Linked DNA regions of Gossypium hirsutum: region 2 is linked to region 1. Evidence: chromatin contacts called from public Hi-C data. All regions are on one chromosome and are shown on one strand. The core of a region is the stretch at or near the end of the contact, and the rest is flanking DNA. Distances in the headings are between cores, read along the strand shown.

What was found. Hi-C and Micro-C count contacts between places; a contact is called where the count stands out from the background.
Region 2: a contact with region 1 is called in a Hi-C map of leaf, with 2.1 times the contacts expected there. The contact joins the promoter of LOC107940292 here to the promoter of LOC107937191 in region 1. A contact is called at or near these places in 3 of 34 Hi-C or Micro-C datasets (callus and leaf).

What each region holds. Positions count from the first base shown.
Region 1 is chrD13:62,209,394-62,214,952 of Gossypium_hirsutum_v2.1, forward strand. It overlaps LOC107937191 (DDRGK domain-containing protein 1), which reads left to right and starts at 2,762. Exons shown (of 4, transcript XM_016870044.2): 1 at 2,762-3,864; 2 at 5,437-5,559. The coding sequence starts at 2,821. LOC107937176 (cytochrome b-c1 complex subunit 7-2, mitochondrial) reads right to left here and starts at 1,773. Exons shown (of 4, transcript XM_016870020.2): 1 at 1,429-1,773; 2 at 1,183-1,340; 3 at 501-548. The coding sequence starts at 1,522.
Region 2 is chrD13:62,441,305-62,446,987 of Gossypium_hirsutum_v2.1, forward strand. It overlaps LOC107940292, which reads right to left and starts at 3,930. Exons shown (of 2, transcript XM_016873725.2): 1 at 2,664-3,930; 2 at 788-1,081. The coding sequence starts at 3,749. The coding sequence ends at 923. It overlaps LOC107940281 (DNA ligase 4), which reads right to left. Exons shown (of 27, transcript XM_041109504.1): 26 at 5,468-5,621; 27 at 4,629-5,466. The coding sequence ends at 4,831.

The DNA.
Region 1 (5,559 bases), core at 1,512-4,011:
TAAATACTGGGATATGTCGGCACTGAATCTAGAAATAATCATAAAGATTGTCGGTAGTATGACTAGTAAAACTGAGGCAAAGACCACTAAAAGTGCGTTATAAGCAGTGATTCCCTACTCAGATAAAAACATAGAAATATAAATTAGGACTATTACTTTATAGATTATGTTTGTCAAAACATACCAAGTAATAATACAATAATATTAAAACATACTAATTACTACCTCATATAAATTACAGGTTGTATCATGTCAAAATTACTCCAATTATCAGTTTTTCTAAAGTACACATGTAGGATACATATTTGACAAGTATATGGTTAGGATACATATTTGACAAGTATATGGTTTACTATCTTTTTTAGGCAAACTTAGAATAACTGAGCCAAACATATATTGCACACTGAAATTTCATGAATAGCCAAAGCCAAACAATGCAAACAATGCAAACAAAATCCAAGTCAAGTTATCAACAGAACTTTTAATATACAAGAACTTACAAGAGCAAGCATATCTTGAAGATAGCTCCTAAATGGTGTCTGCATTTTCTGCAAAGGAAAGATAAAATCCAATGAATTAGAATTGATTATGCATTTTCAAGCCAAAAAAACTTATAGAATGCTGTTTTTCCTCAATCCCTTTCTTCTTACAAAATGAAAAAAAGTGGCAAGCATATATGGGTCATTATAAACATAATCAAACATAGCAACTAATGTTAACAAAAATAGTCATAGCTTAATCGTACTAAAATGAATTATAATATACTAGTTCCTAGCTCTGCATAGAGTTTGTTAAATAGCCTTAGTCAGGGATTGTGCTTTCTATGTAAAAAAGAGTTTTGTTTGGACTTTGCAACTTCCATTCTAATAATTTACAGTAATTTAGGCTTCTATATCCAATTGTATTAACTATAGAATTAGGCAGCAGAAATCAAAAGCATACATACCTTATCAAGATTTTTCTCTTTTTATATATATATATAAAATTACAGGTATCAATGACATAAATTTAAAGGCAATAGGATTTATAATAGGATTTATTCAAGGTTCCAGACATTAAAAAGCTAATTTTTATTCACAATTACAGAAAAAAAAACCGTCAATCCTCTAAGATAAAATACTCAAATAAGATTTCTCAAAAAATCTTCACTGATTTAAGAAAAAAAGAAAAAAAAAGAAAAACCTGAAGATCTTCGGGGAGATACTCGTGCTTCATGGAGAGATCCATTGCACGCTTAAGGCGTTGGTTACGAGCATCGACAATCTCACGGGGCAGCCGATTCAACGCCTCCTTGATATCCAAGTCATAGTAAGGATCGTACAGATCGTCGTAACGAAGGCCTAAACAAATTACCGAATAGGTTTTAACTGAAATTAAGAAACAAAGGAGATGAGATTAAGGTTAGGGTTTTTTGGGGGAAAACCGTACCGTATTTGCGGAGGCGTGTGGTAAGGGCTTTCATATGCAGAGAAGCTAACCAGCTCTTCTTCGGATCCAAAAGTGATTGCAAAAACGACGACATTTTGGCTGTGCTTTGCCTTCTTCCTCGGCCAAGTATCTGAGGTTTTTTATTTTCTGGAATTAAGGGTTTGTTACAGTAAATGTGGCTATATTATATATCGACCAAGTCACCAAGACTCGCGATATCTCTCTTGAGATATTGAACAATTATTACTTTTTAGGGCAAATTACACCTAAGGTCATTAAATTATGGGTAAACTACATTAGTAGTCACCTAATTATGTTTGTTTTCTTTTTTGGTCACCGAACTATGAAAAGTTACAAAACAGTCACCCAATTATGAAAATTTACAAAATGATCACTCAACTATTCATTTTTGTCTTTTTTGGTCACACAACTATTTTGGATTTTTGCCTATTTCCATTTTTACCTTAGTTTGCATGTCATAAAAAATAGCAAATTTGAATAGTTGGATGATCTGCAACTTTTCATAGTTGGGTAACTTTTAGTTCATAGTTGGGTAACTTTTACTGTGTTTACCCTTAAATTATTAGTAAGTTTACATTTTGGTCACTCAAATTCAAAAAGTTACAAAATAGTCTTTGAGCTATTTAAAAGTTTTCATTTAAGTCACTTGTACCTCATATTGGCGTATAATAATAAATTTTAATAGTATAAATGGATGAAAATTTTAACACAATGATCAATTTGCTCTTTGATCTAATATATAGGGACTAATTTACCCATTTTTTAGCAGATGAGGCAAAATGTAAATTGACTCCTAATGTAGGGGCCTTCATGATACTTTTTACCGACAAAATGATTTAAACTTAAAATCTTAAAAACAAATTGGTTCAATCTTACTCCACACAGCCCGAAATTAACCTGACCAATGTAATTTAAGCCTTCGTCTAAACGTTAAAATTATTGTATTATGAATTATATTGCATTTTCCCCCATTTACTAAAAAAGGGGTAAATTAATCTTTATATGTTGAATCAAAAAGCAAATTGATTAATCTGTTAAAAATTTCATTGATTTCTACTTTAAAACTAGTCCCCATATGTTAGTATGATTTATATGTGACATGTCATGTATAACTATCAGGTTGTTTTGTTAGCCACACCCGTTTTTAACAATACAAATAGATGAAAATTTTAATCAAAAGGACTAATTTGCTATTCTAATTAATGTATAAACTAATTTGTTAGGTGCAAAATATAATTTGATTACTAGTAGAGGTGCCTGGATGGTATTTTTAACGCTAAAATTTATATTTTAATTTAGCTCTAACCTATTGTAACCCGTGGTTTCGTTTTAGCCGTAGTGGAAGTGTAATCTTCAGTCGACCGATCCCAAATGAGAGGAACCATTGGCAGGACCTTCTCTAACCCTACCAATCACTACCTTACATCTCTTACCAAACGCACCTCTTTTCTCTTCCAATCCTCCTCCCCTTTCTCCGCTTCCTCCAGCTCCGGTGACGGCCGTGGCAGAGGCCGCGGCCGTGGGGGCGCCTCCCCTTCTGGTACGTTCGGTGGTTTCACTCCAGCCCTTGGAAAACCTGATTCAGAGGACACGAAGCGTGACTCGGCTGAATCACAAGCTGTTGGATTAGGCCATGGCCGTGGAAGAGGAATACCCTTTTCGTCTGAACCTATTATCCCTTCTTTCTCTTCTTTTGTTTCCCAAAATGGGTCTGGTCGAGGCCGAGTCACCAATGAGTCACTTCGGCAGACACCTCCGCCTCCGCCGCCTCCGAGGGAAGCAAAGCAGCCGATCTTTGTTATGAAACAGGATGAGATTGAAACTGATTCGTCTGCCAAGCTACCTGCTGAGTCGGTTCAGTCGAGTGAGCGAACTCTTTCACCTAGCACACCCTCAGTCGCCTCATTATCGGGTGCTGGGCGGGGCAAGCCCGTGAAACAACCAGAGCCTGTCTTGCAGACCAAGGAAGAAAATAGGCATATCAGGCAGAAGCAGAAGCAGCAGCAGCAGCAGCAGCAGCAACAACAACAACAGCCTCCTTCGCCCCGGTTGAGTAAGGAAGAAGCAGTAAAGAAAGCAATGGGCATTCTTTCAAGGAAAAGTGAAAGTGATGAAAGGGAGGATATGGGTAGGAGTGGAGGTAGAGGAAGAGGTAGGGGTAGAGGTAGAGGTGCGCAAATGGGTAGGGGAAGAGGAAGAAGGGAGGGAGAAGACACAAGGGAAGAGGAGGAAGCTGTTAAAGAGCTTAGAGATGAACTTTACTTAGGGAACAATGCGGATGGGGAGAGGTTGGCCGAAACTATTGGAGCTGACAGTATGAATAAGTTGGTTGAAGGGTTTGAAGAGATGAGCAGTAGAGTTTTGCCTTCTCCTATGGATGATGCCTACTTGGAAGCTTTGCATACCAACTTTATGGTGAGTTGTTCACCTCTTAAAATTTTGTTCCATGATTATTATCATTCATTAGGATTAGATATTAAAATGTTTTCTTTTTGCTATGTATGCTATCAGCTGAAAGAGAATTGGCCTGGTGATATATATATTATAGACTAAATTTTCTTGTAATTTGTGTAGAATTGGACTCAGGGAATGTTTTAAGTATATTTTATTTTAGATAAATTGCAGAGAATTCCTATCTGAAAATAGAGTTACTGTGTAGCAGAATAATATTAAGGGTGGAGAGTCTGATTTCCTGTATGGTAAAGGAGGGGGTTGGCTAGTGTGGGCAAATCTTTCCCTTACTCGTTGTTATGGGAAGGGATGGGATTAACAATTTAATATGGGGGTGGGGACTAGGGATGGGAGTGCTTTTCTTGCTTCATAGTCTGCTTTAATGGCATTCTTAGTCAAAGCTGGCGATTGCTAGATTAGAATTAGAGTTAGTCCTATGTTCACAGTTATCACCATGTCTAATACCTTGTATAAGGTCTCAATGTTAATTTGGAAGTTCATTTACTTGTGTTTGTGCTTTTATTTTAAATACGAAGGTAACTTTAGTTTGCAACAGAGAGTATGATAAATGATGTAAAGTATTCAGTTAACTTGATTGAAAAACGAGGATTAATTTGTATGTATGATGTTAAGGATTCGAATTCTGTCCCATGAATTTTAATTGTTTTAGGATAGAAAACGTATAAATGAAAAACCTGGGTTGGGACAGAGTTCTAACTTCTGTTAATCGTCATTATGTTGTTTGAGGCTTATCTAGAATAAGATAGTAGATGGGCTTTAGGGGTGACAACTACAGTAATAAGTTTTAATCTGAAAGATATGCCTCAGTAATTTATTTATTTTATAATCTACGAGGCTGGTAATACTCTATAGCTATGTTAGGCTCTAATTGGTTGTTGTGAAATTATATTCACATTGCTGCCCTTGCATTCTGTAATTTGTTCAGAATAATTTAATATATTCTTGTTGATTTTCAATGATTCACTTGTTCTGACGATAATGTACAGCAAATATTTTGATATTCCTGAAGTTGTTCAAGGAGTGTATTTTTGGTTTGTTCTTGAAAATTCTTGTATTAGATGGCTATTATGAGCTCATTGTCAATTACTTTGATTAATCAAGAAAATTGAAATTTGTGTTTACTTGCGTGCTACATAACAGTTTGGGCTGGTAAGTCATCTGATTCTTTTTCTTAGTAATTACTGTTTATAAAGGCGTTTTTGGTATGTAATTAAATGATTACCAGTTTGCTCGGTTCATTAGGATTGTTTAGAAGGTATATACTTGGTTGCTATAAGTTTTCCTTGGACTAGAATTTTGTGTAATGCGAAGCATTGCTAACAAATAGGTTTATGTGTTGTAGATACAATTGATAATGCACATTTAAAAGAAGAACAATTGAAACAAGATCAAACTAATTCAACCATTTCCTTAATTGAACATTGCAACAAGAATATGCATGGACTGTATTGTCAAACATTGATGTTTTTGTGTGAATCTTGATTCAAAGCTTTTATGTACTTATTTGGGTTTCAGATAGAGTTCGAACCTGAATATCTGATGGAAGAGTTTGGGACTAACCCAGATATTGATGAGAAACCACCTATGTCTCTTAGAGATGCACTTGAGAAGGTGAAGCCTTTCCTCATGTCATATGAA
Region 2 (5,683 bases), core at 2,680-5,179, 230 kb after region 1:
TAAAAATAAATAATTATAATTTTATTTGAACATAATTAAACCATAATTTAATATAAATAAGTACTAAAACCCTAAACTCTAAACTCAAGACCCTATATATCCAATACCCAAGACCATAAACTCTTAAACCCAAAACCATAAATCCTAAACCATAGATCCGAATCTCAAAGATATTAATATTTATTTATAATTGATACAAACAACATTTAATTATGTTTAAATAAAATTATTAATATTTATTTTTAGATCATATTTTTTTGTTTAATTTAATGATGAGGGACCATACTATTACACTGATGGGGCATTGAACTTATGCACAGATAAATGCATCAAATATTATTGCTTTAAAATTTAGATTATTTGATTTAAATGTTTAGCAAAAATGGAGGAAGAACATGAAGAAAACAAAGTTATATGAGTCACATTAATTGTTTCCAAGATTTTAATGTAAAATCAAGTTTTTATTAATGGAATGATTTTGAATATTATTTTGTATGAGATTTCTATCAACTTATTAGTTAATTAATCAATACAAATCCTTAATAAATTAAGATTAATTGTTTTTATAATCTTAAAATTTTCAAGTTTTGACTAAAATTTTGACATGTACATTCTCAATTCTCATGACACAAAAAGCACTTATCATATTACCTTTTTTTCTTTTCAAATACTTAACATTTTCAAATATTTCTCGGGTATAAAAACTTATGTAGTATGCAGAATTGAATTTAAAATAAAAATGCTGTAAAAGAAAATTTTCTTGAACCAACCAAACAGTAAATGCAGCTTGAAGAAATAGTAGAGCTAGAGCATATCATTGACACTATTTCCTAGTCTCAGATACAAGCAAGTAAATAAACAAACAAACAAGATCAAACAACATTGGTGTGTTTCATAGGGGGAGATCAATAATACTACAAAATCACCATCCATACTTGGCTTGTGTTTCAGCTTTAGTGAGCAAACCTCTAGATCGCCTCTCTTGCAGCTCCATCTCTTTCTGCTTCATATCAAAGTACAGTGAACCAATTTGATGCTTCCTCTTGTGAAGTTTAGTCGGTTTACCCTTTGACGAAGCAGGCTACACGCAAAGCAAAGATGGTAAATACCACAAATATTAAAGGGTATTAAAAGAAGAACAAGATTTAGGGGCTTCAAAGCTAGGGTCAGAATCATCACAGACAATTGAAAAGCTGGCATTACCAGATAGGGTGCTATGATACTCATATTCTGTACCATAAGGACTTAACATTCTAAACCGATGGATTCTAAGCTGCAATTACTAAACTATCTATGATACTTGAAGAACAACAATTAAAAAGTAGAACCAACTTATATCCTAAAAGAAAAATGAAATAACTTATAACATAGTTATCAAAATTTTGCTTTCCCTGAAACTAGGTTCAGTCTGAAGATCCCAGATTATGCCTTTTGCTTTTATGCCTTTGATCAATGCCTCATCTATTCTGCCAGGCATGCCATTATCCTTCAAACTGCTCTTTCTTTCATTATTCCCATCTTTATTTATAATTTGGTAAACCAAACAAAGCCTGGTAGTCATCTTCCTCAACAACCAATGAAAATCATATACGAAAACATTTCAAATTAACAAAGAGAGCAAGGACTTGGTAAACATAATCTCAGTTTTGAGGAGTAAGAAGAGCATAATGTAAGCCTCTTTATTCAAATTGGAAGTAATAAGCTAAATAGAGACACTGTGAGCATTATCAGTTTATACTAATGTCAATGGGAGTAAATTTCCTTTTCTTTGTCAGGTGCACACACGTGTTAGGGACACATAAAGAGGTTGAGGTGTGATAATTTTCAGAGTGGATATCTAAAACTAAATGGTCCTGTTAAGGTTTAATCAGGATTTGTTAGTAATCATTAGTCTTAGATGATGCTCTGTTTTGTTAATACTTTAAAAGACTTAATGCAAACATTCACATCTATGGTGTTACTACTTCTCTGTTACCTTTATTTATCATCACTGAAAGAGGTGACACATTAGAAAATTATTACTAACCAATGTTTAAGACGCTCCAACATTCACAATGCAGAAATATCTTCGACATTTATATCTCTATCAACTTTACTAGTAACTTAGTAATATCCCTACTGTGCTTGGATCACCGCATTTATAACTTCTACATGCTAGACCCCAAAATTTAAATAACTTTACTATCACAACAATCTATAACCAGACAACCTGTTTCTTTTAAGCGGAGGAATACTACTGATCGATCTCGTGGAAATAATCTACTTGAACCTAAAACCTTTACCACTTTAGCTGCAGGGAAAAGACTAACAACTAGCACATGCTAAATCAGGATCTAATGATTTCATTGATCACGTCTATTTTGTAACTTATCAAGCATATGAAAGCTATGTTACTCAGGTGTGACTGTTAAATATGGTTACTCTTTTCTAAGTTTTTACACGTATGTGGAGAATCCTTGGAGGTCATATCCCCAAATCCGTGTACTCAAAGAAAAATGAAGAACAGCATACCATAAAAGCAACACAAGCAAGTGCAATAAATAGATAAGACACAAGACAGACCAAACAGAAAGGTAGTATAACAATTTGTTTGAAAGAGTAAAGAAATTGCAATGCAAATATCATTAAATAAACCCTAAATCAAACAAGCAGAAGTTCAATACCTGGTAAGAAGGCCCAAAAGCTATTCCAGTCATCTTGACCTGGTCTTCCCTGGGCCGATTCTTCGTAAGATCATCCTGCTTCACCTCAACAATTTCCACTGGTAAATCATTCCTCCCTCTCTTTCCCTTAACTTTCACCCCAAAGTCAGCTATCCCTTTGGTCTCAGGCAACATAGAAGCCGTAGTTGACCCATCACCCCAATTATTCTCATATTGTACATGGTAATTCCCATAACTCTCATAACTCCCATAACTAGTAGCAGCATCAACACCCCCAATATTCGGATCACTACTCGATTGATAGCTACTATAATCAGCATAATTTGCATAACTACCAATATTTTGATCATTGTTTCCATAGTTTCCTGAATTTTGATCAACACTAGACTGATCATAATTTACATAATTATTATAACCCACAGTGGTTCCAGCATTTACATCCGAACCCCATTCGTAATTCGAATAATTAGGTGGGTTATTATCAATACTTGCCTCCTTTTTGTCTTCAAAAGTAGATGAAGTCGACGTGGGGATGACTTGGGTATCAATAATGGATCTTCTTCCTGAACCTGAAGAAGGGGCAACACCTAATGTAGTGGAGTTCCTGGGAGCAGGTATGCTTGATAGAAAGGATTTCACGGAAGGACCTTGAGCTAGGGTTTCGGATTCTCCCCGCTTTGGCCTTTCGTTCTCCTCCTCGTCGTCATCGTCGGAATCCACGTGGGTATTGGGGTTTATAGGAGGCTTGAATTGAACGATTCTTTTGGCGACAGGAGGATTGGGTGGCTGTTGTGGTTTGGGTTGGGGAAGATGAGAGAAAAGATTGGATGGGTTTTTGGGATGAGGAACAGCAGGTTTGGGAACACGAACAGCTACTTCACCTCCTCCACCGCCGTTTCCGTCTTCGTCGTGGTGTTTTGTGAAGGATTTGAGGGATTGTTTAGGCTGCGGAAGATTAGTGAAAAGGGAAGAAGATTTGGGTTGAGGGAGAGAGGAAACTTTAGGAGGAGGAGGAGGAGGAGGGTGAGTGATTTGTTGGGGTTCATCGTCGTCGGAGGAAGCATAATTGGCTAACAAAGACTCCATCGCCGCCGGTGGCCGTGCCTGACGCAAAAGAAGAGAATATATCAAATCCGTATTCGTGTATAATGGTTTAAGCCTCAGCCTTAGGGCACCCAATCTATCGTGATAGGTAAAATTATTTTATTGGTCCCTATATTATGATGAATTATGAATTTAGTTCTTTTACTCTGATTTGGACATCTTTTAGTGTATATTTTAAAATTTTGAAATTTCAATTTCGAATTAAACAATATCCATTCAATTCTTTAAGGTTATTCTATATTTAAATTTATTATATTAAACTCTATTATTTTCAAAATTTTAGTTGACAAACATATTATTACAGTTTTGAGTCAAAACTTGAAAAATAATTAACCTAAAAATAATCAAATTAGAAAATAAACATTAAATCCACAAATTAAATATAATACAATATTAGTAATAAAATTTAACTTAACAAATTTAAATTCTACCCTTTAAATCAATATTAAAATTTCTAAGATTTAAAAAATATAAAAACTAAATCCGTATATGTTTAACTTTTTTTAGTTTTTGGTTTCAACTTATGCAAAAAATTAACCCGACTTCACATAATAATGTATATTATAATTAATTTAGACGAGTATGATTGACGAACTAATCTAGAAATGTAATTTCGATTATAAAAAAATGTTCTTAATTGTTAAAAAAAAAAACCATCAAAGTGTTCTTTCAAAATGAGTAAGTTTAAATCCTAAGGCCATCACTATTAAAAAAGTTTTACTTGAATAGTATTTCGACCTTATTAAAAAAGTTTTACTTGAATGGTATCTTGACCCGAACAAAATTAATGTTAGACCATATGACTAATGAATACACGTGTGCTTATTTTTTTCTTTCCAAAGCAGCTTTCTATGATCTTCATTTTGAAAATAACTTTCTGTATATATACTTTGCCAAAGCTAAATGCATCATCTCATGGAGTGTAAATGAAACAAGGTATACAATGGCTCAATCCAAGTATTGTGCGATGGTGACCTACAACTACTATCGTCTCCTAGGATTTATGTAATGCATAATATAAAAATGTACAATGCCATGCAATATAATATATACAACGTTTTTACTAATCCTTGAGTAGTTCACCGGCAACATCCTTGTAACTCACTTTCTTTTTCTTTTGAGGCTGTGGAATAAAATCGGCATCTAGTTTCTCGTCCTCTACGACACGAATGTCTGCATCGTTATCCATGTGAGGTTTCTCGTTTTGGACAACAGAATTTGTGGTTTTGACATGCTTTATTCCAAGGCTTGGGATCATGTCTAGTAACATGGCGCGAACCGGATCGACCATAACTTCTAGCTTTTCTGAGTTTGAAATCTCATGGCCGTAATTCCCTTCATCTAGTTCCATATGGTCGAACTTCTCGGCTTTGTTGCCAGGTTGGTCATTATTTGTTTCACACATCACGGTATCGTGAGCTTTTTTAGGCCAGTTTATGCTAGCATTTTCTTCTGCTGCTTGATTTTGATGAAACTCAAAATTTTCCCTACCGGCCATTCTGTAGCATTCAGTATTATACCCTTCACCCTTCTTTATCTCCTCATTTGTTTTGTCATCAGAACCACTTTCCTCAGACCCATCTTCGTTAATCTTAACAGACATCTTTCCACGACGTCTTGGTACTCTTTGAGCTCGGGTTACAACTGTTTTTCCTTTCTTTGTGTTCTTGCTAGCAGGTCTTCTCTTCCTGTTCCCGTGACTAGGTGTGACTAGGTGTAACCGATGAAATTGATTTTTCGGGGTGATCTTTGCCTCCTCTCTGTTTTGTTTTACTTTCAGGTGAAGTACATGTACCCTTGTTCTGAACACCGTTGAAATCTGGCTTGGATTTTTCCAGATTTTGGTCCAATTTGCTGCACAAAAGTGATAACATAAAGCAATTACTAGTTAGGACATCTACATCAGAGGACGAAAA